Regions from separate parts of the Mus musculus genome. Here region 1 is linked to region 2. Evidence: chromatin contacts called from public Hi-C data. All regions are on one chromosome and are shown on one strand. The core of a region is the stretch at or near the end of the contact, and the rest is flanking DNA. Distances in the headings are between cores, read along the strand shown.

Region 1 (6,696 bases), core at 4,020-6,519, 89 kb after region 2:
GTCAATGAATTTATTTGTTGAATTCTTACAAAAAAAACATCTACTTTAAGATGAAAGGCTGTATGTAGTCTATCTTGTTTTCTTTCAAAATAAAAGTCAAATCCTATGAAAGGGTGACACCCTTTGAAAGTCATCTATGAAGTAAAAATGTCTTATATAAAAACCAGAGAGCTGTCCAACACATGGAGCTGGGTATTTGTTCTTTTGCTTAAAGTTGACATTGGTCTTACCAGGGGCCCAGAAGTGGGTGTGTGAGCCACGCATGTGAGTGTGTAAGCCGTGCCCATAGAGATCCGTCATGATACGACACAGATGTTTCTACAAAACCAAATTTAATTAATATGCAACAAACACTCACCATGTAAACACATCTTTAAAAAAATCTGATAATAATTCCAAGGACCACTTACAGGCTTTCATAAAAACATCTTATAGCAAGAGTTTCAATACAGAATGGTTTCTATGTCAAAATACATTTACAATGTAAATTGCTTATAGAGGGGGAAAAAAAAAGACACTGAGGAATGGAGTTTGCTGGCATTGGATTCAACATCAGCAACTGCCCCTGAATAATCCCTTCATCCTCTAACTCTGACAAACAGGCTAACCTACCCCTCTATACTTTGCCTATGCTTTTTATTTACTCTATTGGCCAGTTAAAAATACCAAGACACGATCACCATGCTTATTCCACTGTGGGCAGCTCGCAGCCTGCCCTAAGCATCACTTCCTGAGGGCCCCAGTCCTGCCCAAGCTGTGGGTCCTGGTTGGATGCTGAGACACCAAGACTTTTCAAATCTCTCAGCTTCGAGACAACACTTTAGGAGTCACACAGTAGTTACCCAATGCAAAGTGGGAAAGATAAACAAAAAACAAAACAAAACAAAACAAAACAAAAAATCAAAAACAAAACAAAAAAGTCACATAAAAGCCACATGTGGAGATTGATCACACGATTTTTATTGGTCTTTTGAACAAATGTATTCCTCTGTGAAAAACTCCTGCAAAAAGAGACATTGGAGTGTATGAATTCAACCCTGAGCATTAACACTGCATTCCAAGGAGGGCGGTCACGAAGCTGGTTTGATTGAAGCACAAAGCACAAGCCACTGATACTCTCTTGTGTGATCAGGTTTTTACAAAAAAATACATAGTTTTCAATAAATAATGCTTAATTTTACAACTTTGATACAGCAACGTCATACAGTTTCAACACACTACACTCTGCATGCTAGATAACCTCTACCAGAAGACATGACTTCACCATGCATTTGCTGCCCTAGTGCTACGGGACACTTACGTAGTCCCCCAGCGCACTGCCTCAGGTAGCTTCTCCTTCTCTCTGTCTGACAGCAACAGGTCCTGCGCTGGCATGCAAACTCTATAAAAGTCCCCCCATAACCCACTCAGACTTCTAAACAAAAGGGCTTTCCAGCTATTCCTCTCCCAAACCTGGAGCAGCTGTGAAAGTTGCTTTTTTTTTTTTTTCCTTTTTTCTTTTTCTTTTTTTCTCGGCCTTGGAAAACAGAACACTTGTTAACAGTGCCATGCTGATAACTACTCTCAGACTTCAGGTGGCTCTGTCCCGGGAAACAAAGCATCACGGGATGGGTTGCCACGACCACTAGGTGTCCCATACCTGAGACACAGGCCTCCGTTTCAAAACAGTCCATTCAAACAAGGGTGTTACAGAACAAATGGGAACAACTGATACCCACAACATATGTACAAGAGCAAAAGTAGACAAAGTGGGGAGTCCATGACAATGGCATAGGACGCTTCTCCCTGTGTGATTCAGGGGACGAGGCATAAGGTTTTTGAACACAAGCTGGGTGAAGAGAAATGGGATCGAGGGCCCTTTGTCAATATCCATTTGATCAAAATTCTTTTTACGCTATGTCTTGATTATTTCCAGTCGTTCTGTTTTTGAAGGGGAGGGGAATGTAATGTGCCTACTAAACTTAAGTGTCACGTTTTTTTTTGTTGTTGTTTTTTTTTTTAAAATCTCTTTGAGGACCCTGGAGGAAATCCTATGTTCAAATGCATTTTCAAACTTGTCCTATTGCTTTGTTTGGTCTTTTTTTTTTTTTTTTTCACAGAAGAGACTACATAAAAGAAGTTTGATCAAACAGTGAGGCTGGAGCCTCCACATGGGCACATCCAGGTTGCCTAGTGGCCGACTGCTCATCAGGAGGCACACCTCAGCTCCTACCTATTGCTCTTTGTGGCTGTGGTGAACTGTGTTTGTCAAGTGCCGGCAACCGGAAGTTCCCAGTGTGTGGAAACCACCCTGTCTGGGCACAGGCAGACAGGCACTGGGTCTTCAAAGAATATCGCTATCCAAGAAAATTATTACTTCTATACATGGAACGTTATGAGTGGATTTCCCTTTGTACGCCATGCTATATTTTATGCACGTTTTGTGCTTTTATTGAGTATAAAAATAGGTCTCCTTTAAAATTCTGTTTAAGTTCACTAAAAAACTACTTGTTTGTGAAATTCTCTTATAAACTCACTGCATCCACATGGAATAGATAAACTAATCAGGCAGCTAACGCATCTAGGTAGTGTTAAAAAAAAAGAAGAAGAAGAAGACGATGGGAAAAAAATGAAGGTGTGTTAGGAGTTGGGAGTTGGGGAAAGGGAGGCAGCAGTAAAGGAATGAATGGGAAGTGGCTTGGCTTCAGTACTTTTATACTGTGGTGGAAAACATAAGCAACACACAAAGGGGGCATGAAAAACCCCAAACCAAAACCTGAGTTGTTATCAAAGAGCAAAAAATGTTGAGCTCATCAAACCCAAAGAGATATGGCAGGATAAATCAATAGGAATGGACAGTGAGAAAGAATTGATAATCAAAATAAGCCAACTCTCAGAGAAACACGTCAAGAATCGTTACATGGAGACGTTTACTTTGGGGACTTATGAATTCCTGTTCGGACACATGTAAGGCTCAGTCCTGTCGTGCTTGCAGGCCACAGGCTATACAAAGGGTATCTGAAACTGACATTCCTAATGAAGTTTTTTTTTTTTTATATATAAAATTTGGCCCTTAGAATAACTGAGAAATATCCTGAAAAACCTTCCCTGAAACTGTAATAAACAAAGTTTCTTTATCTACTGATAAAATCGACAACTCAGTAAGCTAGTTTCGCTGGTCTTCCTACATAAGAAAAAAGCACAAATATAGTTGCCTCAGAAATCTGTTAAAAGCAGAGAACCTTGCAGGAAAAAGAGTATAAAGATTCTAGAAATGAGAGAGTACAAGAAAACCTCTCTTCCAAGTGTCCACAAAGATACATATGCCCATTAGGAGAAAACAGTGAGACTATACAGAATACCCCATCAGAGAATAAGAAAGCCGAGTGATGGAGTATATTTCTATTGAATGACTACTTGAAAATTGAGCAACTTATTTGCCTTATTTCCCAGATTCCTTGGGCAAAACTCATTTGAATTCTGAAGTGAAGAACAAATGTTCATTTCTTACACTGTTCTAGTATCAAGATGATTGTGGTTTCAATTCCCAGAGAAAAAAAGTAGACCTTGCCTTTTGATTTTTTTTTCTCTCAAAACAACTAAGTCAGATCCTGACTGCTAAGAGCATGCATATTTAAATCACTTCCCCTCCATTAACATTAAAAAGAACCATCCAGGCCCAAAAGAGCTGCAATGATTTTTTTTTTCTAGCTAAAGGCTAATCATTCTACAAATAATTTGCCCAGTGACCGTAGTCATTCATAACATGTATTTGCAAAGCACACTTTAAGCACACTGCCTTTCATTCGTATTATCTTTTTAATAAGGATGCATATCGAGAATGTAGAAACTGGAAATTATTTCCACAGCTTAAAGAATAAGAGAACGCTGGTTCAGGTGTTTTTGTTTTTTTGTTTCTTCAAAGATGGAAATCTCGCCAAAAAAAAATGCACTCGAGTCTGTGAACTAGGTACAGGAGCAGGGTACCCAACCGGCTAGACTGCTATGCACACAACGCCCACGCCCACGTTACCATTTTAAGATACTGTCAATGCTCAGTTAAAAATAAGACTTACTTAGGAGGAAAAAAAATGCAGCTAACCTTTTATTGAAGCCTGGCCAGTAGCTGGAATACCTTGTGTATTAGACATTCAATAGAGTTCACTGGGAATGGTCTTCACAATGCATTCGTCGAAACCGCTTTAAATATTGTTAAAAGCGCATTCAAGCGCCTTTCCTGAGTTCTAACTGGGATTTAAAAAAAAAAAAAAAAAAAAAAAAAGAAAGAAAGAAAAGATTTCTTTTTTTCCTGATCTCCAACCAAGAACTGTCTCTTCTTTTCCTACCAAGAAACTCGGCCACATAATTTTAAAATACAAATTGCAGCTATGCTTCCATTCTGAAGCCAGATCCTCACTCCTTTTCTAATTTATTTAAAAGTTCCTTCCTCACCATGGAAAACGCCCGACGGGAAACGGGAACACATGCAAATGTTAAGAACTCAAGACACTCAGAATGCCTTTTCCTTAGGCTTCAGAATCTGTCCCCAGTAAACCGCTGGTGAAATTATTCGCGGCTTAAAGGTCCCCGCGTGGCTCACAGCAGGGCGCTGTGGGGGAGGGGTGGGCGAGGGAAGCCCGAAAAAGCCACACCGGGTCGCCGCCCCACCCACGCGCTATGAGATCGCGCTGCTCCGTGAGGGCGAGCTCTCTATCTGCAGTGCCTGTCTTGCGTGGGGCACCGACCTGGATCCCTACTGGTCAAGTCCCCGCGGTCAGCGCCCGCGCCGTAATGGTTTCTGTGGGTCTAGAGTCGGGCTGTTGGGCACCGAGTTTCAATTCACTGCTGAAGGGCTCCTCGGTCGCGTGCGTCGCGGCCCTGGGGAGTTGGGCTTGCGCGCGGGACACCACGAGGGACAAGCTGGCGGGGGGGAGGGGGCAGTGGGGGAGGGGAGGGCTGGACCGGGCCCCTGGAGGCAAATGCTCCATCAAAGAAACCAAAGCCATCCTGCACCGTGAAGGCGGCTCTAGGCGCATTTGCTTTCCTCGTGCCCCACCCGCGTGGATAACGCTGAAGGGCGCGGCCCTCTCCACTCGTATCTCATTGAGCGCGCGCGCGCGCGCGCAGCGATGCCGCCCGCGGATGGGGGTGGAGATTTAAAAAAAAAAAAAAAAACCAACAACAACAGAAAAAACCCAAAGCCAGAAGCGGAGGCCTAGCCCTGTGGACACTAGCTCCAGACTCGCCAGGCACGGACCAGCGCGAAGCCCACGGCGGGGATGGAGACGCAGGGCGGGGTGAGAAGGGAGGACACCGGGCTGCAACCTATGGCAGCCTAAGGGCTCCAAAAAGCGGCATCCGCCCTCCGCCACCCGCGTCCGCTGCGCGGTGAACACGCGGCTCCCGGGAGAGACTAAGGGCCATGCGAGCTTCTATCCGATCCTGCTGATTTATTAAAATCAAGACACAGACTTCAGCACACACAAAAAAACCCAAAAACCCCGGCGGTGACTTCGACAGTGCATTGAGTCTGCTTCGCCACCATTTGCTACTAAATATGCAATGGTCTGTTTATTTAATTATATTGCACAAAATGAGAAAATTTTAAACTATGTGCCTTTCCTTTTTCTTTTTGATAAAAATCGCGTATCCAGTTTCAAACCTTCTGTCTGGGGCCCCGTCCACACATCACAGCGATGAGATACATAGGTCCTACTATGATACAGTACATACAGTCTTAAACTAAGAACAGCTCTGAGGTCTAGGTCACCATTTTCAATAAATCTTTACCTACAAATATTGAACAAATCTCTACTATAGCTGTACAAAAAAGTTTGCTTTTTTTTTTAAACCACAAGGCCTTTAGATGCAAGGATTACTTTTAAATTTTTAATCCTTTTAAACCAGGACATAACGTACCAACATATTTGCATGCTAAAAAAACAAACAAAAAAGAAAAACAAAAACAAGAAGAGAAAAAAAGAAAAAGAAATCAAAAGGGAAGAAGTGCCTGAAAGTCTTACTGAAAAAACACAGCAAGATTGTTCCCTTTTCACTGTACAAAAATACGCCTGAAAATATATTAATTTTTAAAAAAGATTGAGGTCTGTTATGTATCAAAAATGTTTCAATACCTTTTTGTACTGAGGTCTAGGCTGTAAGGTATTCAATCAAGGAGGTATAAGGGAACGAGTTACCAAAAAAAGGTTGCCAAGTAGAAATCACATTTGTAAAACCATAAACAATTTGATCTGAAAAGTAAACTCTGGTCTTAAGTCAGTTCACAGTTATGATTTTTGTAAGCGTTTGTACAGACTGCATTTTTTCAAGCTCCCTGCAGTTTAAGAAATCGGATGCATAGAAGACATCAGCTTTCTCCCTCCAAAAAAGAAAATAAAATAAAAAGGTTGCAATGGTCCCTTTTTGTGTTTTTCTTTTTTTAAATCACCAGTTCCTTTTTAAATCTCTTAAGAAAAAAAAATCAACTCCCTAGAGTAACAGTTGTGCCGTCTAAAGGGTCCTCTGCCGATGTCTTTCAGACTTCAAAGAGCCACAAGCTTCAAACAGCGCCTTCCGGAGCGGGGCCTCCTCCCCTCCCCCGCCCGGTCCCCTCTGCCTTTGTTGCAATCACGAATTTCAGGAAAAAGAAATAGAAATTACAAAACACGTTTTTTTACGGGTGGGGAAAAAATCACAACTCCAGACTAGGTGTGCAAC
Region 2 (7,692 bases), core at 2,822-5,321:
TGTTGCATGTACTTCGTATTGGTAGGAAGGTGGAGAGTGGTGGGAAGAGCTTTGGCATAGACAGAAGTCACAGAGGCAGACCCCTCACGATTGTGAACTATCTTCCACAGGTGCTTCACTTAGAGGTGACAGTGGTATTATGATCTCTCAGGATCCTGCTGCTCTGAGACCCTGAGGATATACTTACCTGGCTATCTAGCCTCCTCCACCTTGTGCTCACTGGAAAGGTTTACTAAATTGGCCACTCTTTGGTCATCACCAGGGCATGGCCTTGCCATGTACCTGGGCTGCAACCACTATCCTCTACCCAGAGCAACAGAATGAGCACTTCTTCCAGGAATGTGTGCCATGTAGAAATTTCTTCGACTTCAATGCCATGCAATCAATTCCCCACCTGGATGTATCACTGGTTGTATTTTTCTGAGATGATCACATTTGATTGACACACATAGTAGAATCTCAATAGGCATGTGTTATCTCTTTGTCTCCTCCAGTCTCCTAGCTAACCTCACTCTCATACTGGTTCCTCGATCCTTTTTTCCTTCTTCCCTTCTTTCTTCCTATCCTGTTGCACCATCTGCCCTCCCATTCCTCTTCAGTGAGGGGCTCCTTCTTTTCTAATAGGCAAGTGTGTGGCTAGGAATCTATGGCTCTTTTAGGTGCCTACATCCAAGGCTTGATTCAAGTACAGATATTCCTTATGCCCACAATGCCACATGGACAACTTCTGCTACCTCTGTCATTCATTGCACTTAGACCATCACTCCTAGTTTGGGGTCATCCTTTCAGCCCTTCCCTGAATATTTAAGGAATTCTAGAAGAGCAGAAAAGTAGGATTCCTGACTGTTCTTGTCCAGTTTGCAAGTGGAAATTCCTGCCTCAGAAGGAAAGAAAATGCATGAAGTTAATTTTTATACACAATCTAGTGAACTGAGATGTACTTGAATGAATTCAATAACATACACAAAAAAGTAAAATTTGGAAGTGTCCTGGGCTTTGCCTGACTTCTGTAGTCCAGTGCTAACTTCCCAATGGCTGCCAGGGACAGGGTCACAGAGATATTGCTACTATACAAAAATTACACAGCAGTAGAGCCTGGCTAGTTTGAGGAGAAAAAGAAGATTCCCTTTGTAAAAACAAAACAAACAGACAACAACAACTATGACCACAGCACTGCTTAGAGACTTGCTATTTTTTACAGACCAGCAGTGGAAGGGAAAGTAAAGGGTATAGCGGGCTCCTGCCTCTTAAATGCTGAGATTTGAAAGAAAGACACCTGCTTCAAGTAGGACCTAACAAGAGACTTCTTAGTGCTGTGGCCACACACAGCCGACACAGGCTCTGAGAAACGCTGACCCTGCCCAACAACCAGATACACTGAGCTCCGTGAGAACTCTTCAGCTCTCTGCCAGCAGACATTATTAGCTCTTTCCTTCTGCCCTTTAAAATGTTCACCCCTTTTCAACAACAGATAAGGCCACACCCATCTTTGTCTGGGTTCTGGACAACCTCAGCATCTCCAGCAGGTCCTCGGGAACTCCGGGCTTCAGATTCATGTGTTGTACATGGCAGTGTACAGATACAATCAAATAAATGTCATTGTCTGTCTCTATGCCCAGTATGCAGTGGTGAAATGTAATTAGAATAAGGCCCAGAAATCTGCCTTTTGAAGTGGAAATGGTTTTGAAATGCTGAATATCCTGTTGTCAACTGTAAGGATATCAGGTTTCCGGAACGATGTCTGGGTTTTATTACAACCATTTTGTATACCTAAGTCCTGCCTCGCCATTTATCCAGCATCTTTTTATGTATTCTGTTTTGTCCTCATTTGTTGGGTGCATCGGAGGGAGTCTACACAGTCACACATCTGGACACCCATGGTCCCTTGCGACTCCCTCCTCACCCCCCAGATCAGGGCTGAGATCACACCCAACCCAGGCAGCTGCACATCTTTGGTGTGAAATATGAAGAGGGAAAGGAGGAGATGAAAGAATAAAAGAAGGAGAAAATGTGTAATTATGAAACCTTGGAATCCATGGCGACCAGGGAAGCACACTGCTGAGAGGAGCCTGTGAGCTGGCAGCACTATCGAAACCACACATTATCTGTTAGGATTTTAAACACTGAAGCCCTGACAAAATGTCATTTTTATTCTTCTTTACAAATAGGGGAGGGTTTTTTGTGGGGGGGAGGGTTTCTTTAAGTGGCAGAAATAGCAGGAGGGACTTGGAGGGAAATCAGCAGCAAATGGACTGCAGGTTAATGAAGAGAGAGCCAGCTCCCCACCAGCTGGTTGCCAAGGCAACCATGAGCTGGACAGCACCATCTCCTTTTTTCTTCCTCATCACAGCCTAGGAGAGGAGGGCAAAGATGATGGAAATACTCAGACCATATTGCCAGCGCTGTTCACAAGTGCGAGGAAGGGAACTGGAGTGACGTTGGAGATGCTTCCCTGTGCTACTACACTGTAGCCTCTAAGACATTTGGGACACATTAGACTCAAAGGGACAATTCCAGATAAAGATGTAAATTTCCAGGAGACCTGTTAGGAAAGTGGCACAGCTAGAGAAAGTCAGAAGTGGCTGTCATTTTGCTGTGGTTTCCAACCTTGCCTGAGCTATCAGGTCCACCAGGTCCTAAAACAAGTTGCTTTGGGAATCTGTAGGTAAGAAGATATGTGGCCACAGCCACTGAAACAATGAATACCCTGCCCCCTGAGATGAGGACGTAGTGAGAAGACTTTGGAAACTAGGCTAAGAATCAAAGCAGGGCCAGAGTTAGGAGTTTAAGAGCAAGTTGTGGGAAACCTAGGTGGAGACTAACAACCAAGTCTAGAGATCTTGGAGAAAACAGAGGACCCAGAGTCAGGGTGAGCAATTAAAACCATAAAAATCCTACAGATAAGAATCCTACACCAAGGAAGTGAAAAGTGTTGTGCCCCAAGAATAGCAAGGGGTGAAGGTAAGAAAGTCCACAGAACTATCGAACTATCGATCAAGTGTCTGGTAGCTGCAACAGTTTTGAAAGGTTGTTGGGTAATAAATATATTTTAAGTTTAAGACCCATGACACCCAAAATTGACCTCTGCCTTCCACAGGCATGTGTACTCATATACATGCACACCCCACACATAGCTGTGCACACATGTACATGCATGCAAGCATGAGTGCTCGAATGCGCGTGCACATGCGTGAGCACACACACACTCATAGAAGAACTAAGGTAATGTGACAAATGATTCTGTACAATGAACATTTCTGGCATCAGTCAGCAGGAAGCCAGCTTTGGGAAAGAAATCTTAGTTTTCTCAAATACAGGAGGCTCTGACTCCTGATCTCAACCTCTATTTCCCAAATGTCTTTGACAAAAGAGTCTTAAAGAAGCCCTCAAGCTCAAGCCAAGATGGGGCAGAGCTGTCTATAGCCCCACATCATCGGGGGTGGGGGTGGGGGGGCAGATCATAAGTTCAAGACCATCCTGAGCTACATAGCAGTTCCAGGGCAGCCACAGGCTGCAGAGCAAGATCCTATTGAACAGAAAATAATGTGGAGACTCAGAAAAGATCTCACAGAAGCACTCATGAGTCCCATGGCTGTATAAAGTTTGGGGAGTCTTCCTGACACAAATGTACATAAGTCCAACCTAAGCATTCCCTGTATCTTTCTCATTGAACGTTGCTCAGTGCCAAGAGGTTTCACTGTTTGGGTTTTTGTTGTTGTTGTTGTTGCTGCTGCTGCTGCTGCTGCTATTTGTTTGTTTCCTTTATTTTCTATGCAGTTTCAACGTGTCAAAATTCAATCACAGACTTGGTCTATAAAAGTGGGGAAATAAGCCCTGGGGAGATGGATCACTGGGTAAGGTTCTTGCCATGCAAATATAAGGATCTAAGTTCAAATTGCAGTATCTAAGTTAAAGTTGGGCATGGCCATACATGTCTGTAACCCTGGGGCTGAGGAGATGGAGACAGGAAGTCCCCTATGGTTTGCTGGCCTTCTGGCTTAGGTAAATCAGTGAGGTGAGCCCCCCAGACATGAGAAAGCATGTGTACATACTAACATGCACTACCACATGCAAATGTACACACACACACACACACACACACACACACACACACACAGACATACACACAAGGCTTGGTTTTATTTGGTTGTTAGTTTTGGGTTGTTTAAAGAAGACTTGCAGATACAAGGAAAGTCCTTGATGGATCTCTGTGTCTCCTGCTCACCTCTGTCAAACTTACTGCAAGCATGTAAGATGTTGTGATTGCAAAAAAATGGGAAGAACATTTCTGGGCTACACCTTTGAATTTAAACCACTTAGCCAGACAGGGACCTCACAAGGCTGTGCTAAATGTGATTCAAGTATCTGGCATGTGAAGCACTGACATCATATTAAGGTTTTAGTTCTCCTGCGAGGTAGCCCCAAATCCCGTGGAAAAACATATTCTCCCAAGACGATACTAAACCTATAGGAAGTGATGCTCTCTGCTCCAATCGAGACCCAGATAACTTAAAAAAACCTCTTGCTAAATGGCATCACCGCAGCTGCATAGAACTGTTGCTGTTTCTTCCCTAAAGAGACACGGATGCTGGACACTTTCTTAGCTGTGCCTTCCTTGGCTATGGAACCAGACATGACATGATGTATTTCCAAGTGCTGTGTTAAATTCCCCCAAGCAGCACACTCTCAAAATTTGTCCCTGATCCCCATCACTTTGGTTTCAAAACAAATGATCTGAGTTTAAATTAAATCATATAAATATCATCATCTGGCTTGAGATTCTTTTCAGTAATGTTTAATTGCGCTTTCTAGATATGAATATCCAATACGCTGTAGAAACTAAAATTTAAATGTCAACAAATATTTAGTTAAAAGGAAGAAGGAAGGAAGGAAGGATGGGAAGAAGGCTCAATCTGTAAAGTGCTTAGTGCAAAAGCCTGATAATCTAGGTTCAGATCTCAGCATCCACAGAAAAAGCTGGGCTAGACAATGTTCACCTAGAGCTGAGGAGGTAGGGAGGAAAAGAGAGGAGGGCTTCCTGGGACCTGCTGGTCAACCAGCATACTTAAATCCGTAGATTCCAGATTCAATGAGGGACCGTCTCAAAAATCAAGGTGTAAAGTAACTGAGAAAGGCAATTCATACAAACCAGTGTACACATGTACATGACACATGTACATGCAATCGAAAAGAATCGGGGAAAGGGAGGAGGAGGGGAGAAGAGGAGGATTTCCTCTAGTGAGAGTGTTGTTAGAGCCCCTTCCTAGGTGACCTGTTTGAGTGCAGGCTGTCAGTCCACTTCAGTTTCCCCTGCCAACACGCATCTCGTCAGAGCTCAGCTCAGCTGCCAAGCCTGACATGCTGAGCGGACAGGTAATTGAGAGTGAAGAGACAGCTCCCTGGAAAAGACACAGTGTCTGTTGAGTGGGCCAGCAATGGCTAGAATCTCACAAGTGCCATGGCTCTTGTCCACCTCATCCACAAGCCCCATCAGTTAGTCACTGCCTGCAGAGGAGAGATCATGGCACCTGATACATATATATATATATATATATATACACACACACACACACACACATATATATATATATAACCACAGCAACGGGGTCCCTCTGTGCACACAAAGCTCACAGGCTGTGTTTCCCAAGGCAATGCCCATTTTACAGCATTCGTTTTTAATGAATATAACATTTAATTTTTCACTTCATTTATGCCTTTATTTCCGAGTGCCTATTATAGTTCCCCTGACAAAACACTCAGTGTAATAAGATGGAAAAATAAAGAAAAGCACGAAGAAGAAATTTCTAACCCCGTGCATGTTGCACACTCTGGAAGCAGTGGCCATTAACATGGGTGGCTATTTGAATTATTGACACCTAACAGGAATGTTATGATTTCACCTTCTACTCTTTTATTCGTATTTTAATACATATTCTTCCATGTTATTTTTACAAACACATTGAAGGTATTACTTTAATGGCCACCTAAATGTGTTCTATCATTTACTTAGCTAATACCCTATTGGTATACATTTAGATTGTTTCAGATTTCTCCTGTTCTAGAAAAGATAGCAATGGATAATTATTTATAAACTGTCTTCAGGAATGAAGATGCTTAGCATGGATTTCCAGCAGTAAAATGGCCTGATTGAGTTGTTTATAATGCCCAGCAGGTCCTGACATTGATTGCCAAAATGCTGTCCACCATGAGAACTATCTGTATAAAGAATTTCTACCCTTAAAATATATACATTTGAATATGTATTTGGGGCCAAATATGAGTCCTGATTATTATTTTGAAAATTATCTTCACTACAACTATTTCATGGATTAAGCTTATCACATGGATTTTTTTAAAAGAAACAACTTACATATATCAATTAATGTAGAAATACATTAATTAGAAAAAGTGCAGTGGGTCATATTATCTTAGCTAACAACATTATTCTGCTCCCAACATAGTTAGGTATCAGAATCCTATTAGATCAAATGTCCCACTTTGAGGAAAGCAGCCATGCAAACTCGCAGGTTCACCTATTTATCTGCTCAACCATTTGACTGTGTTCAGTCCCCAAGCTGGCCACTATGAGAAATGATCCATGGACTAGCCCTGTCTGCCACCCACATGGATACACAGACAGCCATACCAGAAACTTCAGGGCAGCTGAACCAGATGTATACTGAGTGAATGTAGCATCAATCCACAGAATTGTGACAGTTCTATAGAGAGGTCTCTGATAAAGGAGGTGGGTTACCCAGCTCTAGGGGCTGCATCTACTAAAACTTCCAGGGAATGTAATCAATATGTGGCTGCTTATTTAAGATAATGCACTAAAGAACACTAAAGGTCTTCCTAACCTATACGCGTCCTCTTCCTGGGTTAGCTGAGACAATCATTTTATAAATCTGAAGGAGACATGCTTCTCACCTCACGGGTATCAGCCTGCTCTGTCCTCTGATGTCCCAACAGTGGTCAGTCTCTGCTCCAATATCTATAGCTCCAATAGGGACTCTTATATATCCTCAGATATCTTAGCTATCCTTGAAAGCATATCTAAGTGGAGATTGAGTTTGCAGTATATCAGCACTCCTCAGCTATTTTAGGTTGTTTTTACTGTTCTTTCTAACACACAAGTATATTCCCAGTGCAATTGATGTAGAGTCAGCATACCATCCCCTTCTAATGCACTTCTGGGTTGACTGCCAGGGCCAGACCTCTTCTTGGTGGAGGAAGGACTCTGATTACAGTAGGTGAGCACAATGACCACTGTGGGACTTCATCATGTGTTGAATCATAGCTTCACAGAGTGTTCTGTGTCCTCACCTACACAGATGTGGATATGATACTATTTGCAGACACAGTCTTAAGAGACATGGGTCATTAGGGTGGACCCTAATCCACTATGAATGGCATTGTTAGAAGGCAAGACACAGATACATGGGGAGAAGATAACCAGGGATGGAGGCTGGGATAAGGCATCACAAAGGCGACTGTTTCCAGAGTTGCTGACTATCCCAATGGACTAAGAGGAAACTAAAAAAGTGGCCTCCCCTGAGGCCTCTGCAGGGTGTGCTACTGGGTTAGGAAACCTTGATTTCTGATGGTGAGCCTCCAGCGCTGAGAGACAATATATTTTTTTTCGGTTATTATATGCCACCCAGTTTGTGGTCCCTGTACAGTGGTCCTGAGGGA

What was found. Hi-C and Micro-C count contacts between places; a contact is called where the count stands out from the background.
Region 1: a Hi-C map of the N1E-115 cell line shows a contact between it and region 2, with 2.8 times the contacts expected there. The contact joins two enhancer-like sites. A contact is called at or near these places in 3 of 484 Hi-C or Micro-C datasets (the N1E-115 cell line, cortical neurons and neural progenitor cells), 2 of 115 datasets of contacts at active chromatin or transcription factors (embryonic forebrain and embryonic stem cells) and 1 of 9 other capture datasets (liver).

Annotation. Positions count from the first base shown.
Region 1 is chr12:27,334,277-27,340,972 of GRCm38.p6, forward strand. It overlaps Sox11 (SRY (sex determining region Y)-box 11), which reads right to left. Exons shown (of 1, transcript NM_009234.6): 1 at 1-6,696. Among named protein-coding and RNA genes, the nearest start is that of Sox11, 5.1 kb to the right of the region's middle. Within about 2 kb of position 5,270, at least 58 of the 459 cell types and tissues checked have an H3K27ac peak or open chromatin away from gene starts, as enhancers often do. A contact at or near this core is called in the N1E-115 cell line, where this site is marked.
Region 2 is chr12:27,246,375-27,254,066 of GRCm38.p6, forward strand. No RefSeq gene overlaps it. Among named protein-coding and RNA genes, the nearest start is that of Gm40872, 42 kb to the left of the region's middle. Within about 2 kb of position 4,072, at least 3 of the 459 cell types and tissues checked have an H3K27ac peak or open chromatin away from gene starts, as enhancers often do. A contact at or near this core is called in the N1E-115 cell line, where this site is marked.